4 separate regions of the Mus musculus genome follow, and all the other regions are linked to region 2. Evidence: chromatin contacts called from public HiChIP or PLAC-seq data. All regions are on one chromosome and are shown on one strand. Each heading gives the region's core, a stretch centred on a gene start, on an enhancer-like site or on the middle of the called end of the contact. The rest is flanking DNA. Distances are from core to core; before and after follow the strand shown.

Region 1 (2,765 bases), core at 221-2,720, 460 kb before region 2:
CTCACACACGATGCATCTTTTCCCTATCTGGCAGCTTCATGAAGCCCATATGCCCTAGAGTTCAGAGCTTTTTTTGTTTTTAAAGGCAAGGTCATCATGTGTCATACAGATTCATCTTGAACTCATGTCCTGCATCCAACTTCCCGAGTACTGAAAATATATGTTACCACACTGGTTAGTTTTTTGTTTGTTTGTTTGTTTCTGGTTTTGGTTGTTGTTGAGACAGGGTCTTATTATATAGCCCAGGTTGGCTTTGAACTCATGATCTCTCTGAGCCTCCCTGCTGCATGCTGGGCTCACAGGCATGTGCCTCCACTCCCCGTCCAGAGTGGCTCTGTAACAGTGGCTAAAGAGCCCATGCACATGTGATCCATGTCTCCAGAATAGATCAAGTTACTTCAGGCCTTCCTGCCATCCTGTTTGTGGGCGTGCGCTCAGAAAACACTTAGGCTCTGTTGATACAGGTGACGTCTACTCAGAGAGGTCTAGTGCCTGGCTCTCTGCGTGATTGATTGCTGTTGATAGCCTTCAAAACAGTTCTAGTAAGATGTTCGTCTGACTGCGTTTTAAAGCAGGGCTTTCCTTCTTCCTTTTAAAACAGTAATGAATCAGAACAGTCCCATCTATACATTAAAAGCCTTTAAAAAGAATAATATCATTTAGCTGCGGTTTCTCAAGCGAAACCTGCAGCTGTACTGGGAACAATCCCCCTTATCTGTCTTTGATTTTATGTAGGCATCAGGTCTGGCTATGGCCTCTGGTAGGGCACCCCACATCTGAAGATGCCTTCCTTCTCCTTCCTAGATGGCCCTTGAAGAAAAATGTCTAGAAGCTGCCTGAACACAAGAGTCCCCTTTTCTGGTGCTCACAGGCTTCTGTCTTGGTGTCTGTGACATCAGAGATTCTTCGCCTCACGAGGCAAGAGATGCATGTTAGAGTGTTAAGAGTGTGTGGACTCAGGAGGCCCCCAGCCAGAGAAGGACTCACATTTTGCATATGTGGGTACTCACTGGGAATATATCTTGAAGAAAAACTCATCAGAGGTGTGCAAACCTTCATCTGAGCACTGAGGGTCTGAGTACGTATGTGTGCAAGACCTGGAAGAAGCTGAGCGACACCTAGCCTTCTCCACTATCCTCCTTTTTACCCGCTGGCCACCCTTTCCCTGTCTAATCCTTTCTTAGTCTCGGAGAGATGGTGTGCGCACAGTGGGACAGTTGGAGGCCATAGTAGGACAACTGCCACAGATGCCACAGTCAGCTTTCATCTGGGTTAGTCTCTCCAGGAGATGAAACTCTGGCTTCCCCAAGCAGGGATGGGACATAGAGACCAGGAGGAGGCCTTGGGCTGTGGGTGGGGAGCTCATACCAGCCACGTTCCGTCATTTGCTGGAACATATCCAGCGCTGGGGAGTTTACCACTCCCCGGGCCTCCCACTTCCTGGAGAGTTTTCATCTTCTGATACTTTTATTTCTGTCTCCCGTGCTCTGCTTACAGCGTTTGCAGCTGGGTCGTCTTGCATGTGATTTCTCTTCCGTTATGTGCAGGCAGCTGTCAGCCCCTCCTCGCCACCCCATGTCCACTGTCACTGTCTCAAGGCGGTTTCCTGGTTCCCGTGTAGACACCAAGGAGATGAAACTGGTCCTGATACCGTGCAGTGGGTTCTGTCCGGGGAAGAGCCTCCAGGTCCCGTTGAAAGGCAGCTGTGTAATAATGACTCTTATCTCTTTATGAGCATTTAAAACCTGGATGTGAGCGTGTGTTTCGTGCACTCTGTAAAAGACCACAGACAAGGGACGTGGCTTCCTCGGGAGCCTGAGCTGTGGCATCCTCTCCTTGCAGGCTACCTGAATGTGCTCTCTAACAGCCGCTGGCGGGAGCGCTGGTGCAGAGTGAAGGACAGCAAACTCATTCTCCACAAGGACAGGGCTGACCTGAAGACCCACCTCGTCTCCATCCCCCTCCGTGGCTGCGAGGTGATCCCGGGCCTGGATTCTAAGCACCCGTTGACCTTCCGGCTGCTTCGAAACGGACAGGAGGTGGCTGTTCTAGAGGTATGGGCTTCCCTGGGGCTGCTATCCAGAGAGGTGTACACAGATTCTGTCAACAGCATGATTAGGTCTTCTGCAGAAGACCCTAGCTCCCTGTAGGGACTGATTTTGATCCAGCCCCTTCCCTCCCTTGGCTAATTCTGTTTTACGTTGTCTTCAGGGTTTCTCTTTTGGAGAGTCATGGATGATACAGGCTTCCAAGAGCATCATGCATGACAACTTTGCTTGCCACAGCTAAATGCCTAGCTCCAAATAACAGGCCACCTTTTCTCTTCTTTCTTTCTTTCTTTCTTTCTTTCTTTCTTTCTTTCTTTCTTCCTTCCTTCCTTCCTTCCTTCCTTCCTTCCTTCCTTCCTTCCTTCCTTCCTTTCTTTCTTTCTTTCTTTCTTTCTTTCTTTCTTTCTGATTTATTTATTTTTATTTATTTATTATATGTAAGTACACTGTAGCTGTCTTCAGACACTTTTTCTTCTCACTCTGGCCCTGCTTGCTCCCTATAGCTGACTTCTGACACCCCAGAAGAGGGCATCAGATTTCATTATGGATGGTTGTGAGCCATCATGTGGTTGCTGGGATTTGAACTCACCACCTTAACCACCTTAACCGTTAACCGTTGAGCCCACTTTTTCAAAGTGCCTAGGCAGGCAATACCTTGTGGGGGAAAAAAAATCTCCATTAAAATACTTCTTCTAAGCATAGGCTACTCAGGTACAT
Region 2 (2,740 bases), core at 145-2,644:
TATTTCCCACTCTAGAACACTGGTATAACTTTGGATCCATCTGTTTTCTGTTGCTATAACAAAATGCCCCTGGCTAAATTAGACATAAGCAAAGAAGGTTTGTTTAGGAAAGCCCAAGGTTAAGTGGCTTTGACTTCTGGTGGCAACCTCATAGTAGATGGAACATGGCAGGTGCTTGTGCAGGAAAGAGAGTGTTCATAGTGGAACAGAGAGCCAGAGAACAGAGAGGGGCTGGCCTTCTTTCAAGGGCCCATCAGAACTACATTCATCTCTTCCAGGAGAACACCCCCAGTGAACATCCTGCCACAGTTGGATCCTCTTAATGGTCACCACACTGAGGAGTGAGCTCCCAGCAAGTAAGGTAAGTCACTGGGGAACAAATTGCAACCATATCATAGCCAATATTAATAGAACGGCAAAGCATAGCCCAACTCACACATGGACAAAGGCTCCAGCAAGCAGAACTCAGCTTTGTACAAGTGCCTGATGTCCAAGCATCCTCAGAATGCAAGGATGCTCACATCCAAAGGGAGCACACAGATGCTAGCACCGACCCACATGATCACTTGGTGGAAACGTTAGAAGCTTCTATCTATCAAGGACCAAGGCAAGAAGTCCACAAGCTAGCTAGATCTTACACTATTCTAGAAGTCCCAGCAACCCTAATAGCTGTGCCCACACCCAGACACTATGCAATCCTGTTCTGTCCCCTACAGGTAAATGACAGTAAGAAGGGATTCTGACAGACATCACTGACCTGACACCTACTCAGCAATGAGCACTGCTCTGTGCAGGCATGGGGCTTCACTGGAGACAAACACAGAAGGAGGCTCTGTCCCTAATCCTTGCCCCCAGAGCCCTCAAGGCAGATAGACACTTTTCCAACCAGTTCTCACCTGCCTCCCATATACCGCCACACCCAACCCCCAAACTGCTGCAAGGCAAGGGCTCCAATCCCCACTTCATTGACTAGGAAACAAGTTCAAAGTGGCTGTGACACTCACCAGAGTGACTGCTAATGAAGTGACTGAGTCAAGATTTGAAGCCACAGCTCATGCTCACCACTAAAATGTCCTCTAGCTGCTCCGGGGACAGAGAGAGACACTAAGGGTTCCTGAATACAGGGGCAGAGTGTGTGTGTGTGTGTGTGTGTGTGTGTGTGTGTGTGTGTGTGTGAGAGAGAGAGAGAGAGAGAGAGAGAGAGAGAGAGAGAGAGAGAGAGAGAGACTTGGATGATCTGGAAAGGGCTGAGTGGAGAGGAGATTAGACCAGAAGTGGAAACCTGGTCATGATCTTGTCGCACGGGCATAAGGAGAGGTGAGGGATAGCAGGACATGCCCCCATGAGAACTGTAAGTCTATGGCAAAAAGGAGGTTCCTGCCTTCTGCAATGGTCCAGTGGATTCCCCAGCTCTGCTGTCAGGCCTGGCAAACTCCTCCCAGCTCCCCTCTGTCCTCAGAGCAGACCAGGTGAGCAATCCCAGGGGCTCCACCCAGGCAGCTCTCCCAGGCCTCTTGCTAAGCAACCCCAGGAGTCTGCCTCTAAGTCCATCTTCTGTACCTTCTCTGGGTAAGTCGTCTGTGTTGGGGTTCTGGGTTGAGGCTGGCTGTATCGGGGTCCTGATGTCTTACCTACAGAATGAGAACACAGAGGGGAGACCTTTCCTCCTCACTTAGAGGGAGCACAGGCTGTGCTGGGGACAACAGGACTGCGTGCGGCAGCCACGCTGGCTGGCAGAGGCACAGCTGGGCCTGCGAAAAGAAAAACATGAGATTCATATTAATTTTCTGTTTAGCAGAATTTGAATTTCAAATGAAGTCCTGTGTTGGTTCAGACTGACTGCAGACTGTCTCCTAGGGCTGTCAATCAATGCCAGCTGCATTGGCCCCCAGGGGACCGGCTGCACAAGCCAGTGCACAAAGACCGTTGTAGGCTTTGTGCTAAGGTGGGAAGGCAGGTATAACCAGACCCTGTGTTTGGGGTTGGGAGGTCGCAAACCCCATCCCTGTGTTTCTGCACTAGCTTTCTCCCAAAATATCTACCTGGGGAGCCCCACTGGTTGAGAGGTCCCCGTTCATTTTGCTCAACTCTGTAGCCTGCTCTTTGTCATGTGAAAACTAAGGTAAGACCATACTCTCAAGCATTCCTGGCTTTACATGCCCACCCAGAGTCAGCCCTGGGCCCCTCAGCTTGGCATTGAACCCATTGCCACTGCCTGCAATGTCAGTCTTTGAGTGCCGCAGAGCCAAGGAAGTGATGTGGGACTCTCCAAGGGGGCCAGGGTGCATTCTCCATGCCAGCCTAGTGGGCCATCCCATACCCGTTAGGCTCTGCTTGTGCAGGTGCCTGCAGAGAAGGTCCCAAGCTCAATGGGAGGCAGCGAAGGTGAGGCACTGGTGAGTGAGCGCTGCTCTGAGCATTGGATGCTGGCAGTGACACCCAGGGACACTGACTGGCCTTGTTCCTACTCCTGCAGCTGTCAGTCTCAACCTGGACCCAAACCCTGGCTATCTGGTTCTTCTCCAAGCCACAGGCTGCCCCTCACCAAGGAGACAGGGAGGAGAGCTGTAGTGACTGGGATGGCTCTTGGGTTGAGCCCCAGAGGAAGGACAGGAGCTGTGTTTCACATCCAGCCAGAGCAGCAAAGAGGATCTATCTTGAGTCCCTCGCTATGGGATTTTAGAATGTCATCCACAAGGCCTGTCCACAGCACTCCATAAATGCTTGTAACAAAAGGAAT
Region 3 (2,700 bases), core at 67-2,566, 390 kb before region 2:
AGGGCTGGCACTCCAGAGAGATAAGTCACTGTAAGGCTTGGACAGTGAATGAAAGGGTCCCATGACAGACAGCGCAATGCATCCCACTGAGCAGAGAAAGGGACAGAGGGCGGCCAGCCGCACAGGAAGCACCATGATGCATGGAGGCTAGGCGTGCTCAGCTTGGTCTGAGACCAGCGTTGCACACTGGCTTTGGCTCCTCCCATCCAACTGTCCTGCAGACCATGGGTGGCCTTGTCTCGGAAAACCTGCTGTTCAGATGGGTGTTCCTCTTGTCAGAGCTCATTGTCACCTTGACAGGCAGCTAGAGAGAGGGGTTCCCACATTTCTGTCCATCTCCTTAGGGCTCACCGTATCCTGTGAGGAATGTATGCTGATCGCCCCAGATTTCAGAGGGGAACAAGACTAAGGAAGGGCCCCACCCAGGGTGATACATGGGTTGGCAGCTCACAATTGTGAGGCTTGGCCTTCACCATGGCCAATTAGCCTGAGTGTGATAGCCGAGCATCTCCTGTATGGGAATGTCCCATACTCTACATTCTGAGCTCAAGCAGAGAAGCAAGTTGGTCCAGCTAATCCCATCTCTGTATGCCAGTTCCTGTCTGTAAAGAAACCTTAGTTCCTACTGTGGGCATCTCTTATCTAGTTGAACGGTTCTAGCAGGATAGGCCAAAGGGCCACTGACTACTTGGCAGAGAGCAGGAAATGTGGGCCATGCTGTAGAATGTATTACTGGCTCCGCCCTAGGGATGGCCTGTAGCCCTGCTAGGCTGAAAGCCCTCATAGTACAGCCCAAGGCTGGGACCCTCTGTCCTGTGCTGTGCTGTGGGCAGTGCTGGGAACAATGTCCTGACAAGGTAACTGGGCAGCTTAGATGTGACCTCTGGGTGGATGAAGATAAAGGTTCCATAAGGGTGGGGCTCTGTCCTAAGCTCAGACAGAAAAGTTTTTCATTCTGCCAGCCTGTGTCACGTGAATGATCTCCATGCCCACTGAAATTGGAAGCTGTTTGAAGATGCAGCCTTGTGAAAGGCTTCGTAGGAACCTTGTGGCGCTGTTTAAAAACTTAAAACATGAACGCGCCTGCCTGTGAACTTTGCAGCTTTCTCCAGATGAATGCCGGCTGCAGGGATGAAAGCTGCATTTGGGACCAGACCCGGATCTGAGGACCTTGGCTGCACAAAGCACGAATGTCCCAAAGCAGCCACAAAATGCAGACTACAAGATGAAGTGAGGTGGAGGAGGGGAGGGGATGTGCTCAGGGCAGAGATGGCCCTGTGGTGGGGCCGGGCTGGGGAAAGCGGAGGCTGGGAACCCTGCCAGCTTGCTGGAGCTCTGAGAGCCCTGTGAGGGCTGTCGCCTTTGTTGCTAGCCCTTGCTTTGCAGGTTTAGTCCAGCAAACTGTTCAGCCTCCTTGTAAAGAGGCCAAGGAACCAGGTTGAGTCTGCCCCAGCCCAGACTTCCTCACCTGCTTTTCTTGACAAATACCAAGCACCATAGCCCTGACCTCCCCTGCTGTCCCACACCACAGCCTTCACACAGACAGTTCACACAGACTGGGGAAGCATGAGCCCCCACCCCTATCCCCTGCAGGGTCATTGAAGGCCACAGCATCATGGAGCACCTGACCAAGAACAACCTGCTTGCCTCCCAAGCTGCTAAATAGAGGGTGACTGGGACTATCTCAGCCTTCCATGCCTGGTGCTCAGCTCTTCTGGGATACACATACTACTTGTGTCCTGTAGTAGGACTTGCCCTGGCTTTCTGCTAGCCACCCAGAAAGGAGGATGAGAGGTCATCACCACAGTGGGCTTTCTCACTGCAGCCTGACTGTGGAAGGAACTACATCTGCTTCTGGGGGGGGGGTCATGGACATTCTGTATGGATTCCAGGGGGCTGTGGTCACTCCATGGAGGTACTGGGATGCTCTGTGGGGTTCTGTAGGGGTCACGGATGCTCCATGGGGCTCTCTGGACACTTCATGGGACTCTATGAATGCTCCCTGGGGCCCTGAGTGGGGAGAGGCATGCAGGCTACATCACCTCCCCAGCTTTTTTCCTGGCTGTCACTGGCCAGTGCAGGCAGCAGATGTGCCTGCTAGCCAGGGTGAGAGGAGGAGCCACTGGCCTAGTAGCAGGAAGCAGAGGCCCAGTATGAGGTCACCTCCTGGGAGTGGCTCTGACCCCACCCCCCCACCCAGTGCTGTGGGCAGTGCTGTGGTCTTCCTCACATCAGATGTGCCTGTTTCACCCACGTCCCCTTCCACACTCACGTCATGACCAGCGTCTCATCCCCTGGCTCGCTCAGCAACCCATCCACGAACACTGAGGTGCTGGTGAAGTTGTGTGTGCTCCACGTGTGGCCCTCATCCACGCTGAACCTGTTAAAGGCCACCAGTGTCCACAGAGCGGCATGGTCTTACTCCTTTCTAAGATGTTCTACCTCCCATGCCTGACTCCTATCCACCAGAGACCAGTTCTGGGACAGCTCAACACCTAGGCCACAGCTAGACCACATCCCCCCTCTCTCCGGTAAGACCACCTGCCAGCCACATGGCATCCTTGACTAATCAGCAATGAGAAGGACTGGTACCACATAGGCACTGTGCCCCATGAATAGCAGGGACAGCCGAGCCTTAGAAACATCCAGGAATAGCATGCAAGGCTTGATCACAGCTCAGGGTTCCTCTGTCAGTGACAT
Region 4 (2,700 bases), core at 126-2,625, 480 kb before region 2:
GCTGATTGTAAAATCTGGCAAGGTGAACTGTCATCCACTGTATCTGGGGAACCGTGAACCTCGATTCCCCATGGCCCCCAGGAGCACACAGTCAGACTCCAGGCCCACAATGATGCTTTGTGGGCCGCCCAGAGAACCACACAGAGGTGGCCTGTTCCACTCTGTCAGCAGCGGCTGTGGTGTCAGCAGTGGCCTGTGGCTTGCCTGAAATTGTGACATTCAGGCTGGGGAGGATTTTTTTTCTGGGTTCCTCCCATGTAAGCCTCAGGCTCCGGAATCTCTTCTGGGAGTTTGTGAGAAGGAGAGCCTCACTGTGCTGCAGGCTGATCCATATCAATGCAGGCCCTCCAGAGCCTTTGAGGTTTACAGAGGCATGGGCGTCTGATTGACTCATGCTGCCTCTGTGTATGTGCATGTGCGTGTGCGTGTGCATGTGTGTGTGTGCCTGTATGTGTGAGAGAGATATACACAGAGACAGGGAGGGAGGGAGAGAAGAGAAGAGAAGAGAGAGAGAGAGAGAGAGAGAGAGAGAGAGAGAGAGAGAGAGAGAGAAATGCACACACATATGGCGGCAGCAGAGGACAATCTCAGATGCTGTTCCTGTTCCTCAGGTGCCATCTGCCTCACTTTTCTGAGACAGGGCCTCCTCCTTGCCACTGCCCTAGCTCACAGAGATAGTTAGGCTGGCTGGCCAGTGAGCCTCAGGGATCCATCTCACTGCCTCCCCAGAGCTGGGGTTACAAGCACACGATGTTGCACCCAGCTTTTTTTATGTGGGTCCTCACCCTTCTCACCCCAGACACTCGTGCTTCCTCATCCTGACACTGCTTGTAGTTTCATTTGATGCCCAAGAGGTCGAGTCTTAGGCCATTGTGTAGCTCATTGTGATGATCTACCGTGGTCCATCTAGGCATCAAGGTCGGTTTTCTGGCTTGATGGAGGCTTCGCTTTTGAGTGATGGACAGCTGGCCCTTCCCTCTTTTTATCCTTCCTCCTGTAATTTGTTTTTTAAAACTAATTTTTAAAACCTTTTTATTGGTTCTTTGTGAACCTCGTATCATGCTCCCCAGTCCGCCTCATCGCTCCCTCTACCCCCTCCTGTGGTCTTAGCCTGTCCGTTCACTAAAGGAGAGAGGGGGCAGTTGTGCAGTGGGCGGCCTTCCTGGTGGCTCTTTCTTTCTCTGGGTTCCTCTCCTGGCTGCCTGGACTCTCCTTCCATGCTTGGTGTTCTCTGTTCCTTAAGGAGCGCTGGGTAGGAATGGCTTGAACCATGGTGGCTCCCGCTCACCCTCTGGTCTGCAGCGTGCTAAACTCCCAGCTCCCTTCTAACTGCTTCACATCTGACATGAAGTCACTCCGAGGCCTTGAGCAGCTGGCGAACAGACCAGAGAAACAACACGTTTCAAGATGCTGATGGACTGAAATGACCTCATATCCTCCCTCCCCCCTGTGCGAGCTACTTGCAAACAGAGGCGCTTAGCTAATTACAGCATGACGACTCCACTCATGAATGGTAGTTAATTGCGAGGAGTTTAATTTTAGTGTATTTCTTACAAGGGATGTAAATGATACCAGGCGAGAGAGATCTTTTTCTGAGGAGTTTGAATTGATTGCTCTGTTTTAATGTTTGCTCTTTTACTCCTGCAGTAGCAGAGCTTGAGGAGGTCTACCCATGAAAGTCAAAATGATTACCCAGCACTCAGCCCTAAGGAGTGCTCCCCCCAAACTCAGGGAGCATTGTGGAGGAGTGGGTGGGAAGACTGGATAATCCAGAAGTAGGGTGGGGGGCTCACAAGGCCCCACTCCCCCTTGAGGGATTATAGTTAAGGTCTGCCCATGGGAAGGGTGTGGTACCGAACTCTTTTTTTTCTGAGGATCTTTAAGCAGTTAATGGTTGCCCCAGGAGGGAGGGACATTTTCTTCAGTGATGAGCCACTGGTCCCATGCCTCTGCGCCTGTGAGTCACTATGCAAGCTTCTGTAACTAACCCTGATAAAACTCACTAGGTCCCAAGGTAAAAAACAGATGTGGGGCAAGTTAGGAAGAGAAGGGCCAGCTGGGGAGGGGAAGAGGAGGCAACAGGGTGACTATGGCAAAAATTATCTACATGTGTGACACGCGCTCACTAAGAAATCTATTGTGTATCATTAACATTAATATATGCTAATGAGTCAATGACAAAAAGGTATCAGCCATAGGATCCTAATTGTCTCAGCCTAGCAGAGCCTAAGATAGTCTAGCTCCTTCCACATCCACCACTGGACAAGTTACTTTATCAGAACCGTGATTTTAACTATTGTAATTATTATTATTATATTGTGTGTGTTCATATGTGGTGGTGGGCATGCTGAAGGGCAGAGGACAACGTAATTTCTCTTCTTCCACTGTGGGACCCTGGGCTTGAACCCAGTTTGTCAGGTCTGTACAGTGGGTGCTTTTCCCTGCCGAGCTGCAGAGGGGCTGGAGGTTTTAAAAACACGACTCTGAATCATTCGTATTTGTTGGGAACCTGAAAGACTTTATTTATTTATTTATTTTTGCTTTGTATTTTTCTAAATGCTGCCCTATGCTGATAGGATTGAGACATGCCCTTGCTAACTCTCCCTGCTCAGGGAACTTCTGTTTTGGTGTCTAGAACCACGAACTCCTGATTCTCTTGAAGGGACAAGGAGAAGCGGAGGGGGATGGGATGATGGGTAT

Evidence for each region. HiChIP or PLAC-seq counts read pairs in DNA pulled down with a chosen protein or histone mark.
Region 1: a contact with region 2 is called in an H3K27ac HiChIP or PLAC-seq map of large pre-B cells, with 4 times the contacts expected there. The contact joins two enhancer-like sites. A contact is called at or near these places in 1 of 484 Hi-C or Micro-C datasets (embryonic stem cells) and 1 of 115 datasets of contacts at active chromatin or transcription factors (large pre-B cells).
Region 3: a contact with region 2 is called in an H3K4me3 HiChIP or PLAC-seq map of embryonic basal ganglia, with 4 times the contacts expected there. The contact joins two enhancer-like sites. A contact is called at or near these places in 1 of 15 datasets of contacts at CTCF or cohesin (large pre-B cells) and 2 of 115 datasets of contacts at active chromatin or transcription factors (embryonic basal ganglia and large pre-B cells).
Region 4: a contact with region 2 is called in an H3K4me3 HiChIP or PLAC-seq map of embryonic basal ganglia, with 3 times the contacts expected there. The contact joins two enhancer-like sites. A contact is called at or near these places in 2 of 115 datasets of contacts at active chromatin or transcription factors (embryonic basal ganglia and epiblast stem cells) and 1 of 9 other capture datasets (embryonic stem cells).

What each region holds. Positions count from the first base shown.
Region 1 is chr5:35,972,546-35,975,310 of GRCm38.p6, forward strand. Afap1 (actin filament associated protein 1) reads left to right here. Exons shown (of 17, transcript NM_027373.2): 10 at 1,843-2,054. Among named protein-coding and RNA genes, the nearest start is that of Afap1, 81 kb to the left of the region's middle. Within about 2 kb of position 1,471, at least 113 of the 459 cell types and tissues checked have an H3K27ac peak or open chromatin away from gene starts, as enhancers often do.
Region 2 is chr5:36,432,912-36,435,651 of GRCm38.p6, forward strand. No RefSeq gene overlaps it. Among named protein-coding and RNA genes, the nearest start is that of 2210406O10Rik, 31 kb to the right of the region's middle. Within about 2 kb of position 1,395, at least 15 of the 459 cell types and tissues checked have an H3K27ac peak or open chromatin away from gene starts, as enhancers often do. A contact at or near this core is called in embryonic basal ganglia, where this site is marked.
Region 3 is chr5:36,039,820-36,042,519 of GRCm38.p6, forward strand. It overlaps Sorcs2 (sortilin-related VPS10 domain containing receptor 2), which reads right to left. Exons shown (of 27, transcript NM_030889.2): 14 at 2,273-2,380. Among named protein-coding and RNA genes, the nearest start is that of Gm52811, 44 kb to the right of the region's middle. Within about 2 kb of position 1,317, at least 59 of the 459 cell types and tissues checked have an H3K27ac peak or open chromatin away from gene starts, as enhancers often do. A contact at or near this core is called in embryonic basal ganglia, where this site is marked.
Region 4 is chr5:35,952,831-35,955,530 of GRCm38.p6, forward strand. All of the region lies in intron 6 of Afap1 (actin filament associated protein 1), which reads left to right. Among named protein-coding and RNA genes, the nearest start is that of Afap1, 61 kb to the left of the region's middle. Within about 2 kb of position 1,376, at least 40 of the 459 cell types and tissues checked have an H3K27ac peak or open chromatin away from gene starts, as enhancers often do. A contact at or near this core is called in embryonic basal ganglia, where this site is marked.